Regions from separate parts of the Mus musculus genome. Here region 2 is linked to region 1. The links are chromatin contacts, called in public promoter capture Hi-C maps. All regions are on one chromosome and are shown on one strand. The core of a region is the stretch at or near the end of the contact, and the rest is flanking DNA. Distances in the headings are between cores, read along the strand shown.

Region 1 (7,277 bases), core at 2,651-5,150:
GTGAGTAAGCAAGACCTAGGATCCTGGAAAGTAAGGTGCTAAAAGCTAAACAGAAAGTATAAGTCCGTGATAGTAAGCACGGTGTCTTTCAGCGAACAGTGTGTAGCCAAGTCACCTGTCCTAGGCAGATGCCCTATCAGTCAGAGATCCCTCAGGGCAGGAAGCTGCAGGCTTGATTAAAGATGGTTCACCTGGTTCTTGCCCCTCCCCCTACCTCTGAGAGCTTTCCTTTAACTTTCAAAATGGCTTGGCTCTCACTTGATGCTGTAATTCTTATTTCAACAGAATGAAGTTTATTCGATCAGGCAATCGGCAGTGAAGGCCAAGCTGGGCTTCTGAGTTCAGGGATCGCAGGTGTGTGCGGGGGGGGGGGGGGGGGGGGGGGGGGGGGGGGGGGAGGGGGGGGGGCTGAGACTTCCTGGGAATCCATCCCACTAAGAAATGAGGGAGGAGTGAGCAGGTGGCGGGCAGGGGTCCAAGTTCAGCTCTCACTACAGTTTTCAGACTGACATTTTCTTACAGATAAGCTGGGATAGGGATGCATGCCTGGGATCCCAGCATCCAGGAAGCAAAGGCAGGGGGAGGCGTCAGAGGTTCAAGGCCAGCCTGGTCTACAAGGCAAATTCAAGGCCAGAAAACACTGTAGAGTTAGATCCTGGTTTAAAAAAAAAAAATAGGGGGGGGGGGCGGGAACCCAATTCTCCTAAATCCTGAGCTAATTCTCTTTCAAAATATTAAGAAAATTAAATTTTTTAATTTCTATTTATTCTATGTGTCTGTATGAGTGTTTTGCCTGTATGTATGTATGTATGTATGTGCACATTGCCCTGTGCCCAAAGAGGTTAGAATAGGGTGTTGGATCCTCTGGAACTGGAGTTACCAATGGCTGTGAGCTATATAGGTGCAGGAAACCATGGGAACTGAGCCCATGTCTTCTGCAAGAGCAACAAGTGCTCTTAATCTCCGAACTCTCTCTCTCTGGCCCTGAACATTATGTTTTTTAAAAACAATAGCCGGGGGCTGGAGAGATGGCTCAGAGGTTAAGAGCACTGACTGCTCTTCCAGAGGTCCTGAGCTCAGTCCCCAGCAACCACATGGTGGCTCACAACCATCTGTAATGAGATCTGATGCCCTCTGCTGGTGAACAGATGCACATACAGGTAGAGTACTCATACATAAAATAAATTAAAGCCTTAAAAAAACAACAACAACAAAACAACAGCGCTTCCCCTCAGAACCACAGTCAATCTCAGAAAAGGGAAATCCCCAGAGAAGTGCCTCTCTCTATCAAGTTGGCCATCTCACACCTTAGAGTCTTTGTTAGAAAATCTCTATCTCCCAGCTCAGCTCCAGGCTCTGTGGATGAAAGGGTCCTCTTGTATATGATGGGCCCAGTTTTTACTACCAGTGCTGGGTATAATGGTGGGCACCCAATAAACATTAGAAGGAAACTAATGATAATTAATAATAAATATTGAACCCTCATGGGCTGGAGGTAAGGTGTTCCCCACAAAAAACTACTTCTTTCGGATTCTCTCAGCTGACAACATTTAGAAAAACACCTTCTCATAAGCTTTTTGTTTGTTTGTTCGTTTGTTTGTTTGACATAAGAAAGGAACAGAAGGACTGTTATAATGGCAGATAAGTCAGGGGTGGGCCCATCCTTGCAATGTCGGGGGCAGGAGGGCAACTCTCTAAGACTGTCACAGACCTTTGGGGCCATGCTGCAGTCTGTGATGGAGGTTGAGCTCATGACACAGACCCCAAGAACTGATCAGTACCACAGGGTTCTGACAACCACAGCCAAAAGGCTCAAGTACAGAGCCAGACACCTTGATAAAATAAGGCAGTTTTTACCCTCCATCTCACAAGCAAATGGCAGCCCTGAGTGGTCCCTGTTGGTTGCCCTATTTGAGGGACCGAGGGCCACTTCCCGAGGGACAGTAGTCCTACTTTGGACTTACCATGTGGTTTCATTATAGGCAGTAACTCAGTGCAGACATTTCTAGTGGCAAAAAAGTTCGTCTTCAGTGTCACCTCAGCTTGAATGTCGAAGGGTGTTGGGTCATCCACTTTGAAAAGCACACAAAAAAAAAAAAAAAAAAAAAAAAGAAAGAAAGAAAGAAAGAAAAGAAAAGAAAAGAAAAGAAAAAAGAATTACATTTTCCTCTGAAACTCGTGTGGCCAAGTTGGATCTCATCACATAACAGCTAAAGGGAAAGTGTACTAACTTTAGGACAGTCTTGCTGAGTGTGGTGATACACACATCTGTAAAGTACACACACACACACCTTTAAACTAGAACTTGATCATTCTAAAGGTCTTAAGAGCATAAGGAAAGAACTTTCTGGTCCACACCTCAAGTTTCTCATCAGCCACGCTCATGTCGCGTCTCAAGAACACTCAGTTTTGATCTTCCTGTCTCAAGCTTGAATAGGGTTCCTGGAGGTTGGGAAAAGATGCTCTGGTGAGGCTGGTGTAAGACCTCAGCTTGTGTGGTGGGGCAGCTGCTGCTCAGATTTGCATACACATGGCCCACATTTAAGTATGAACCTCCAGGGCCATAATTCACCAAACCTTCCATCCGACAACGCTGAGAGTGGCTGAGGTGGTGAGCTCGCCCCTCCCCTTCCCCAAAGCCCACATGCCAGAGTTTGGAAGTGCGGGTACAAGGGTGTCTTGGCTCTCACGCAAGGCGCCTATGGGTGTCCAGGGCCAACTGGAGAGTTTTCGGCTGCACAATAGTCTCCCTCCCTCGTTAGTCTCCGGCTCTCTCAGCATTTTCAGTGAAGCTGGAATGTTTGTTTCAGTTCCAGCACATGGCAACTGGATAATTTTGCTAATTGGACATTTGTTAGAGTAAGCGATCTTGTTTTGTTTTTTTGGGTTTTTTTTCCCCTAAAGGAAGATGATTTCCAAACCGCACTTGCAAGTTTAATAACAAACCTAGTTCCCCGAGGAGGAGGGAAGCAGAGCTCGCTTCCTTTTTGCCAGAGCCTCTCAAAACGCTCCATTAAAGCGGGTAGGAAACCCACTATCGTGCCAGGGCGCTAATTGTGTCCGGGCGACCCATTTCCTGTCCTCAGCAGATATCTACTGGCATCTATGAATTCGCCCTTGTTTCACGCGAAGCGAAAGCTCCAACCCTATTTTTTTGGAAGACCCTTCTCTGAGAAAAGCCTTCGTGCGTGGGACAGAAAGCTGATGAGCTTGACAAGGCGTGGTCCCCTCCCAAGAGACCGGTTTTCTTCCAAACAGGCGCAGCTGAAAGTTCCAAGGAGGGCCTCCGGCGGAGCACAGGCCCGCACAGGCCGCCGGCCGGGTCGGGCATGGAGTGGGGTGCCTGGGCGGGCCCGCACCCGAGTCACCGCACGGGGGAACTCGCCACGCAGAGCGCGAGCCGGGTGCACCCAGGCGGGATGGCGCAGCCTCCGGATCCCAGAGGCTCACTGCCCAGCACCCTCGGAAAACCCCGGGACACCTCCTCCTGGAGCCCCACACCTACTTCTAAAGGCGATGCCCGCGTTGTTGACCAGCACGTTAAGTCCCCCGTACTCCTTGCGCAGAAAGTCGCGCAGCGCACGGATGCTCTGCGGGTCGTCGATGTCCAGCTGGTGGAAGCGTGGGCTCAGGCCCTCCGCCTGCAGCTGCTGCACCGCCGCGCGGCCCCGCGCCTCGTCCCGCGCCGTGAGCACCACGTCCCCGGAGAATTTCCGACACAGGTCACGCGTGATCGCAAAGCCGATGCCTTTGTTAGCCCCAGTTACCAGGGCCACGCGGCTGCAGGACGACATGTCAGAGGGACACACGGACCACCTGATGGCCGGGCCGGCTGGGCAGCGGGTCACGCGTGGTCAAAACCGTGGCGTAGGACTAGATTCTGGGACCCGGCGCTGCGACTGCTAGAGAGCAAGGCCTTGAGAAGCCTGTCCCTCCCCTCTGAGGAGGAGCCGTCTGTTCCCGAAGGGTCCGCCTCCTCCCGCTCGCCTGCCCGCCCGCCCGCCGGCCAGTGTAGAGATCCTGGTTCCGAGCTAAGCAGTGGTCAGGGACAAGCGCTGCTCCCAAAGGAAGGGGTCAGCAGGACTCGTGGCAGTCGGATTGAAACAACTATTTTGGGGAAACTTCAAAAGGAGGAAAACAAATGCTCCGTAATTTTCTTGGGCGAGAACCCGTCGTTCTCTGCAGAATGCAAATGTTTGCTTCTGCGGAACTCGCTCTGAGATTACTTAACACACCCCGCGGTTTGCTCAGGGACTTCAGGGAACAGTGCCTGGGAGTAGACTGAACAGGTGTGGGCGAGCCCTCGCGGCTGGAGGTCTCGGTGCGCCCCCACGTGGGAGAGAAGGCTCATGTTTATCGAACTGTTTTGAGTAGTACGGGAGTCCTCAGTGCCGGTCTTTGGTTTATTCCAAGTGTACTGGGTATGCAGATAGATCTGCATTGGTCTCAGTCTATGCGAGTCATCTCCCAAGGAGATGCTGAACCTACGAACAAAATTCCAGGCGTGTCTAAGTGTGGGCACGCAATCAGACCTCCTCCCTTCTTGGGTGGAATCGAGTCTGTGCTGATCCTACTTGGCTAGGGATTGTGAGGTTGAAGGACAATTAAGTCCTCACTCACAGTGATTCAGCGTTTCCCGAGCTGATCCGGCCAAACTGCCTTAGCCTCTTATTACGGACTCCACCTTCTGTTTCAAATGAGGTGAGGAAGGTGAGCTCTGTGGGGGCCTAGCCTGCCTGTGATGTTAACTTGAGAGGATCTAGGAGACAGACCTCTCTCTCAGCCTGTCTCTGAGGGAGTTTCTCAGTTAGGCTGACTGGGGTAGGAGGCCCACCCTAAGCTCAGTACCGTTCCAGGGACTGGGATGCTGGACTGAATGAAACGGAGAAAGTGAGCTGGGCCAAGGCTGTGGAGCTGGCTCCGTGGGTGAAGGTTATGAGGACTAGAGTTCAAATCCCCGCTCCACACAACGTGGGGCAGTGTGGCTGCTGTGTGACCCCAGAAGCAGGATTTCCGGAGGCGAGCTGATTAGCCAAGTCTGCAAGGTCTGGTTCAAGTGAGAGACCCTGCCTCAAAGAATCAGGAAGAGATGAATAGCAGAAGACATTTGTCAACCTCTGACCTCTGCATACACGGGAACCCCGCCCCCTTCCTCCCAACCCCCACACACAGTTTGACCATCTGTCTTATGCTCATGTGGTTAGGACCCCACAGTGTTGGACTCTCGAACTGTGAGCCAGGATAAACCCGCTCTTAAATCGCTTTTTCTTTGGTTATGTGATCAAGGCAGCAATGGGAGTAACATTTACAGAGTCCGGGACAACTTTTTCTGCTTTCTCTCCTAAAGACCAGTGGGGAGTTCAGAGTGTAGTTCGGTGATGGAGCACTTGCCTAGCATATCCTTGTGAATGAGAATTCCTGAGAAGAAGTTGTGCCTGGCTGTCTACAAGACTCCTGGAAGGAGTTCTGTGCCTGAAGAGACTGAAGGACAGGCTGCTGTGGGGAGACTGGGATTCTGCAGGTTCAGAGGTTAAGTATCTTGGACTAGGTTTAGCTTCTGGAACAACTTCTCCTTGTCAAATCTGAGCCAACATCTCGTGATAATAAATAAAAGCCTCTTAGATGCTACTGACGCGGTGGGACACTGGCTTCCAGCAATCCGAGAGCTAAGAATGTCCTGAGGTAGCATCTTGGGCCCACAGAACAGCTCCGTCTCACTGTACCTGCCTCTCTGCTGTGCCCATCCATGGATTTCAAAGATTCATGACATCCTCTGGGAAACTATAAAACCCTCGGGAAAGTGCTTCTGAGTTGGAACATAAATTGGGGATCCTAATTCTGTGTTTCCAGGCCGTGGTCACTCAAAATGCCCCCAGGATAAATTTCTTTAGGATCAGAGCTGAGAGCAGGTGGTGGTGGTGCATGCCTTTATTTCCAGCAATTGGAAGGCATGGGCAGGCAGATCTCTGACTTTAAGGTTGGCTTAGTCTACAAATTGAGTTCCAGGACAGCCAGGGAGGGTTACACAGAGAAACCTTGCCTGGAAAAACAAACAAGCAAAACCCCAAACCAACCAAACAAAAAGGGTGAGAGCTGTGGCTTTTATGTCAATGCCTGGGGGGAAATGGAGACCTGTGTTAAGTCCATACTCTGAGGCTGGTGAGATTGCTGTGTTGTGGACATCCAGCAGCAAGGATTTCATAGGACACCAGGACACCTCTCAAGTAGGAAGTTGTTGGTGAGGGTGTGGTTCTCTGTGATTATTAAACAAAGGGGGAAGGCACTTGTCACCAAGCCTGATGAATTGAGTTTGATCACTGAGGTCAACAAGGTAGAAGGAAAGAATTGACTCTTGCAAGTGATCTGGAACCTACACACACACACACACACACACACACACACACACACACACAGGCACACACACACACACAAGCACACAGAGACATGAAATAAAACAAAATATATATTTTTAAAGGAACATAATACTATTGTTTCTCCTCTCTCCCTCCCTCTTTCCCTCTCTCCCTTCCTCCCTCCTTCCCTCCCTCTTTCCCTCTCTCCCTTCCTCCCTCCTTCCCTCCCTCTTTCCCTCTCTCCCTTCCTCCCTCTTTCCCTCCTCCCAGTCTGTCTCCCTCCCTACTAAGACATGCACTCTTTTGCTGGCCAGCCTGACCATGAGTTCAGCTAAGGATGACCTTGAACTCCCGTCTACATCCTGCTGGAATTATAGGCACTTACCGCACACTGTTTCTGATTTTTCAAATTCTGATACAACCCCGGTGCTTTGTTTGGGAGATAGGGTCCCACTGTGTTGCCCAGGTTGGTCTTGAACTCCTGGTTCAAACAATCCTTCAGTCTCAGCCTCTAGGCGGGGTACTGGGTCCACAGGCACAGACCACCGTCTGGCTTTTCATCCTTCTCTCCCCCTAGTGAGTCTGGCAGAGATTTAACATCTTTAAAAGAAAATTTCCCAAGCAACCAACATTTACTGTTCTTGATCCTCTTTTCTCCATTTCCCCTGATTATTTTTATTTATTTTCTGATTTTTATTTCCTGTTTTTGCCCACTTTGGGCTCAATATACTCATATGTCTCTTGAACTGGAAGCCAAGGTTGCTGGTTTGAGATATTTCCTCTTTTCTAGTTCAGGCAGTATAGTTTACACGTTTCCCTTAAAGTGCTACCTGGTGGCATTTAAATATTGATTTTTGGGGTTGGGTGCTGGAACCAGAGTGCAGTGCAGACATGATTAGCTGCTGAAATACACCATCAGCTCCT
Region 2 (6,645 bases), core at 1,743-4,242, 260 kb before region 1:
GGAGTCACAGAAGGAGAGATTACCTCTCCCTGACCACAGAAAGCTGTCTCTTTGCCTCTACTGGAGTCCTGCTTGAGGCCAGCTGAAGGGTCTAGGTATCCTTAGCTCCCTCTCTATCACTGTGTCTCCGCAGAGGTACAAGCCAACTCTCGCCAAGCAAAGCGCTTCCTCCCCACCTTTTCTTCCACGACGGTCCTGGGTCTGGCAGGGCACACCATCTCCATCTCCTGATCGAGCCTTCACCCCAGCGGTGGGCTACTGAGTTATCTCTCTCCATACACCTCCCACAGGAGCATCTGGGCAGGGTCATTAACAGCCAGCACTTCCCAGAGAACAGTTTCAACGGTTACTAATGGTGTTCACAGACTGTTGCGTTGGGACACAGCCATATGCCAGGCACACTCTTCGTAATCCTTGCCAGGTTTCTCTGAGCAGTCAAACTATAGCAAGTAGATGTCAAGTAGATGTCAAGTAGATTACAACTGAACCTATCCTAGACCTTTGGGTTGGGAGAGATTACTTCAATATGAGGCTATCAGCCCAGACACACCATCCCATTTTAAGATGAGGGCGAGCTTTGAGGGCAATCTCTTTCCACACATATGTTGCCATTCCATCCTGCTGATAACACCGAGGATGGTCACCTCAGGTCTCCGTGTGGCTCCTACTTCTGAATCTACCCAGCTTCCTGAAGTAATGATAATAATAATAAATTACCATATGTAAGAGCAAAGGAGAGAGACACATGGGTTCCAGATGCACCCAGCAAGTCAGGGCGGATGCTCCCAGATGAGAGGAAACAGGCACAAGGAGAGGAGACCAAGATATGGAAAAGAAGCTAAAATTAGTTAGTAGCCTGCACGGGGGAGTTTTAAATCAATCATTCTAATTAATATTGATTATGGAAATAATGTTCTGGACTACTAAGAGATCTAGAACTGAATGGGGGGGACCAGGGCACCCACATATGCAATCTGCACAATAATACATGGCAGTAAGGAACTGAGATTTGGTGACACATGGCAGTAAGGGACTGAGATTTGGTGACACATGGCAGTAAGGGATTGAGATTTGGTGAATGTTTAGTAGGGACTTGGGTGGAGCCCTCTGCAAGATGGCAAATGTAGAGCTTCCAAATAGAACTGGGTATCACACACTGACGGGGTGCCCTGGCCACGCCTGCTCACATACAAAAGCAAAACCATAAACAATTGATGTTGGAGGTCCAGCCTGGATGCCTTTACCAAGCCTTGGTGTCTCCACCCACTGGGCTTGGAGGGTCCTCTCCAAGTGTCTCCCTGTGTCTCTACCATCTTCCCTACCTCTGCACAAGTTTGATCTCTTTTCTCTTCTCATCTGTACCCCATCACCCCAGTCTAATGTATCCAGAAAATACTGCTGCAAACAGATAAGAAAGAATCCCATGAAAACCTGGTTATTTCCCATCTGAGGGCACTGTGAGTCGCCTGGGTGATGGAGACTATATATGAGTCTTTAGAAAATGCTATCATTTTCTTCCAGCGGTCCTGAGTTCAATTCCCAGCAACCACATGGTGACTTACAACCATCTGTAATAGGATTGATGCCCTCTTATGGTGTGTCTGAAGACAGCTACAGCGGCAGTGTACTCACATACATTAAACCTTTAAAAGAAAGAGAGAGAGAGAGAGAGAGAGAGAGAGAGAGAGAGAGAATGAGAGAGAATATGCTGTCTTCCAGAACTTGTGGGGCCAGAAGAGGGAGCCAGAGGTACAAATGGTGGAGTCTGAAGTATATGACCTGAGTTTGTGGGGGTTTTTTGTTTTTTGTTTTTGAGGGTTTTTTGGTGGGTTTTTTGTTTTTGTTTTTGTTTTGTTTTGTTTGACAGGGTTTCTCTGTGTAGCCCTGGCTGTCCTGGAACTCATTTTGTAGACCAGGCTAGCCTCGAACTCAGAGATCTGCCTGCCTCTGCCTCCCGAGTCCTGGGATTAAAGGCGTGCGCCACCACGCCCAGTTTATGAGCTGAGTTTGTTTTGCTACTGTTTGCACGTGTGTATCAGGATGGCCTGCTAAGGACCAGGTTGTGAACACTTCCTAAAGAGCTAGCACACGTTTTACACCTGGCTCTTCGGACCAGTTCAAGGACTGGTCTGGCAACACAACCTCCGAGGAAGATTGAACACAGAGTTAAAGGTGTTAAGTGTCATAAAGGCTAAAATACACATGTGCACCAACCTCTCACAAATAAACTGGAAATTTTAAAAATAAAAGGAATGCTCTTAAGCAGGTAGGGCCAACCTGCTCAGCGTTACCAAGAAAGCCATGTCCCTACCCTGCCTTGTAACTAGTGGCCCCGGGACCTTTGGTGGGTGTTTCAGCAAGTACTTCCCCCATGTTGGATCACGAGGCCGTGTGCCTTGGGATTCAGCTGCTTGGAGTTTTGTTCCGGGGAGAGTTTCTTCACAGAATGCAGCAACTGACACTGGGTGATGGGTGAACTCCGGGCGCAATGGCTTCTGTCCTCTCCAAGCCTGTCTGTCAAAGAGAAGCAACCCAGGTGGGGGCCTTAAGCCCTGCCCTCCTAACTGGAGGCAACTGTTCCTGAGAGCTTAAGGTCTGGTCCGTTTCAGTTTCTCATGTCTCACCTCTCTAGGGGCTGCATGGCCCAGCGATCTGGACAAAGGCCAAGAAGCCAAAGACTGTTGAAGCCGCAGTCTCCACTCTTCTACTGACGCCAGCGACCACCCAGCCCAGCCAGGCCATATGGCCTCCTGCTTGCCTGATGTATGAGGTGGGTAGCAAGCTTTTCACCCAGAAGAGGACTCCGAGGGATTAATTACTTAAAATCCATAAACATGTATCATTATAATTCTTATTTCAGTTTCTACTCAAAGCTAAAGTGGCCAAAAGGAAAGAAAATGGAGAGCCAAGCTCCCTCTGAAGGCCTCTGAAGGCCTCTGAAGGCCTCTGCCTCTCTGGTATTTCCAGTCTGGTGGGGGACTCTCCCCAGAGTCCTGTGTTTGTTTGACAAAGGGCACATTTGAGGATGAGGAAGCAGAGAGCCCAGCTGAACCCCGGATGAAATTAGATTCTAGGTGTTTCCATGCCTTGCCCCAGCAGGCATGGACATCTCCAGTGAGGCCCAGGGGATGTGTTCAGGCAGCAGGGGTGACACATGTACTTTGGGGGGGGGGACAGGTGTTTTAGGGGACCGGGAAGCTGAGTTAGGATTTGTAAGGTGTCCATCTAAAGGCATTCATTCCCCTGTGGACATTTTCAGAGAGCAACAATTTTCTGTGTGAGGACAAATTAAACAGAGACCTTCCTTCCCTCCACTCCCTCATGAGGGCCCCTCATGAGGGCCCTCAGCAGATGCTTATCTTTGACTCCTCTCTACTCTGAGGCCAAAAACTACTCCCCTCCCCCACCCCTGAGGCTCACTCCAGCATCCCTGTGGTCAGCATGATCCATATGTCTATCCTATCCTTCACCCAATTCTACACAAAATAGACAAACGATCTCCTTCACTTTAAAGTCCCAAGGTACATTCCATCAGCAAGGCTTTCTCTGGGGGGGGGGGGCCCTCCCAAGGTGGCTGACATCCAGAAGTGCCCAACCTGTACAGGTGGGAACAGTAGGAACCCCTCCTATTTAGTCACTGAGAGTCAGGACACAAACAGTGAACACAGCAGCCGTGCCTAGGGCCAGGTTGAGGCAGGACACTACTGTGACATTGTATAAGCCCGAGGTTTTTAAATATTTGTTCAATATTTACTTAGATGAAAGGCCCTGTTCTCTAAATAAACAAATGGAGGGCTTAGCAGGAGGAAAGGCCCCAGGGCAGGTAGCTTCGCCCTCCCCCTGGTCTCCAGAGAACACTTCTCTGGCAAGAATCTGTCCCACCTCTCAGCCAAACAAAAACCTGCACAACTAATGTCGCCCACCTGCAGACAAGGCTTGCTCTGCAGCAGACCCAACAGAGGTCTAACCCTGACTCCAGGTGCTTTCGAATGCCACACTCCTTCCTGGCCCCTCCCCATCCCAAAGAGGTCACTACAGGACTAGACTATCCCATCGCCTCTTGCAGCTGGTTTAGACCCCTCAGCTGGCCCAGTCTGCCTAAAAGATGTGGCTGGGAGTGTACTGGGAGGCCCGTATGCCCGGCTGTTCTTGTAGGGGAAGGCGGTGTGGCTGCTCTGCTCCCACCAGATCTCTCGGGAGCCCCACAACACATTTGACAGGACATGACCTAGAAAGTGCATGAACGTTAGGAGGGATCAGTGGCTCCATCCTGTCTTCCTCCCTTGACACTGCCTTAGAGCTTCCCAGTCACCCCTCCAGCCTTCACAACGCTACTCTTGATATGAAAACCACCCCCTTCCTTAGCCACCCCGTAGCTTGCTGAACCTTGCCTTTGGCTTCTTCTATCATTTCCACAAAGGAAATTTGAACGTCATAGACGCTGGCTTTTGACATGTAGTAATATACTCTGCCTCTTTGGGCAAGAACTAGCACTGGACCACCTTTAACTCACAGCTGTAACTCAAAGCTGACCCTTAGAATCAGAAAGAAAGTTTAGAGTGGAGTATGGAAATGTATTCACAGAAACTTTTGGACTCTTGGAGGATCCGGGCTGAGAGTTCCAAAGTGGGCAAGAAAAGCTGCTTCCAGCTCTCACTGCCTGAGAACACTTAGTGTGAGGTGTGTATGTATGTATATGTGTGTGTGTGTCTATGTGTGTGTATGTGTTTATTCATATGTGTATGTATAAATTATATATAACGTTTAAGAAAACCATTCCTGAAACCAGTGGCATCATAATGAGCCACCACTGCGCAGGCTGGAGTTCATTAGGAGCCAGGTACATCTGTTTACAGTTAGGAGTCCTGTGGCTGCTAACACGCTCCCTCTCATGACACAGGGCCAGGTCAACAACAGACTCTTTTCCTCCTGTTTTGTTTCTATGTTGAAATTAAACACTCAGGCAGTTGCCCTGGGCTTTCTCCATGGAAGTTTTGGGCCCCTAACACACACCTATTTCCCTAACGTTGGAAGGCAGAGACCAATAGACCCATGAAGCCCACTGACCAGCTAGCTTAGCAGAATAGATGGGCTTCCAGTTCAGTGAGAGACCCTGCCTCAGAAACTAAGAAAGACTCCTGACATCGACCTCTGGTGGAGACACCCATATGAACACACCCATATGAACACATACATACACCAACATCCGTATGTACACACACATATCTATGCCACACACACACAAAGAAGGGAAATATTTTGTTGTGATATTGTTATCGGTATCAGTGATTATAACTTAGCATGTTGGAAGTTATTTTTCTTTGAAGAGCTGAACAAAATACGTATTTACTCCATTATTTAAACAAACAAAAATACACAGAAATAGAATTGTTGTTTTATATTGGGGGGTGTGCGTGTGTATGTGTATACCCACATGTGTTGTGTGCCTCTGTGTGCGAATGTATGTGAATGTGTGTCTGTGTGTGTGAGAGTGTGTTTTGTGTGTGTGAGTATATGTGTGTGAATGTGTGTGTGTGAGTGTATAAGTGTGTGAGTGTGTATGGTATGTGTGAGTATATGTGTGTGAATGTGTGCCAGTGAGTGTGTGTTTTGTGTGATAGTGTGTTTTGGGCGTGTGAGGATATGTGTGTGAATGTGTGTGTGGTATAAGTGTGTGAGTGTGTATGGTATGTATGAGTGTGTATGGTATGTGTGAGTGTGTGAGACAGTGTGTGTGTGTGTGTGTGTGTGTGTGTGGGTATGAGTATGTAAGTGTATGTGTGTATGTCTGTGTTGGGCATAAGATCAGGGCTTCTCAGAGGCTAAGCAGAGGCTCTGTATCTCCTAGTCCCCGATTTCTTCTCATTAGATTTGGCATAACTTTGCTCATTTGCTATGGATGTTGTAAGCGCTTCCTCCCAATGTTTGCCCCAGCGCAGTGGAGCTAACTAGAGCTGAGCTGTGACTCTAAGCATATCTCTGGAAGCTTCCAGGTTTTCATTTTCCCCTAAAGCCTACATCATTCAACCAAGGGGGCTATATACACCTGACAGGAGAAAGCTAGGTTTTGAGTCCTGCGAGAGCCAACACGCAGAGTTAACATGGGGCTGGTGTTTAAATTCAACTTACCAGGTTCCTTTACCCTTAGCTTGCCTTTAACAAGTCTGCAAAGGGTAGGCAGAATGGGCCAGAAAACACCACATTTCCATTTAATATTACTCTGTTTCGTTCAAATCAAGCATCGGCCTTTTCTGGTCATTGGTCCGGATCCCTCTGCACAGCCGCCTCTGTCATTCTGTGAAATGCAACTGCTGTGTCCACTCGGGAGTGCAGATAAAAGGAAGCACGTGTTCTCTACCGGCCTTTCGATTCACTTCCTAAATAAGCTCGTGCCTAGCGAGATATTTCGGATAGGCTATAACGCAGAAAAGCAACATGCCACGGCACCTCAAATTATGAAGCTTTAAAGTCTTTTGTTGATTAAAGGGGGCAACAGTATTTTTCCAGAACTTGGCTTTCAGAGTTCCTTTTGGATTCTGAAAGAGCAGATCACAGCGCCACCCAGTGGACATCAGTGGTTTAACGTTGGCGACAAGGAGACAGGTAAAGCCCCATTTAAATGCTATAAATTCACTTTCCATTCAT

What was found. Promoter capture Hi-C pulls out the DNA fragments that hold promoters and counts their contacts.
Region 2: a contact with region 1 is called in a promoter capture Hi-C map of pre-B cells, with 7 times the contacts expected there. The contact joins the enhancer-like site here to the promoter of Cbr3 in region 1. A contact is called at or near these places in 3 of 39 promoter capture datasets (liver and pre-B cells), 1 of 15 datasets of contacts at CTCF or cohesin (large pre-B cells) and 2 of 9 other capture datasets (adipose tissue and liver).

Annotation. Positions count from the first base shown.
Region 1 is chr16:93,679,842-93,687,118 of GRCm38.p6, reverse strand. It overlaps Cbr3 (carbonyl reductase 3), which reads right to left and starts at 3,900. Exons shown (of 3, transcript NM_173047.3): 1 at 3,506-3,900; 2 at 1,965-2,072. The coding sequence starts at 3,794.
Region 2 is chr16:93,938,393-93,945,037 of GRCm38.p6, reverse strand. All of the region lies in intron 1 of Gm31012 (a long non-coding RNA gene), which reads right to left. It also overlaps a transcript of Cldn14 not described here. Among named protein-coding and RNA genes, the nearest start is that of Cldn14, 12 kb to the right of the region's middle. Within about 2 kb of position 2,992, at least 7 of the 459 cell types and tissues checked have an H3K27ac peak or open chromatin away from gene starts, as enhancers often do.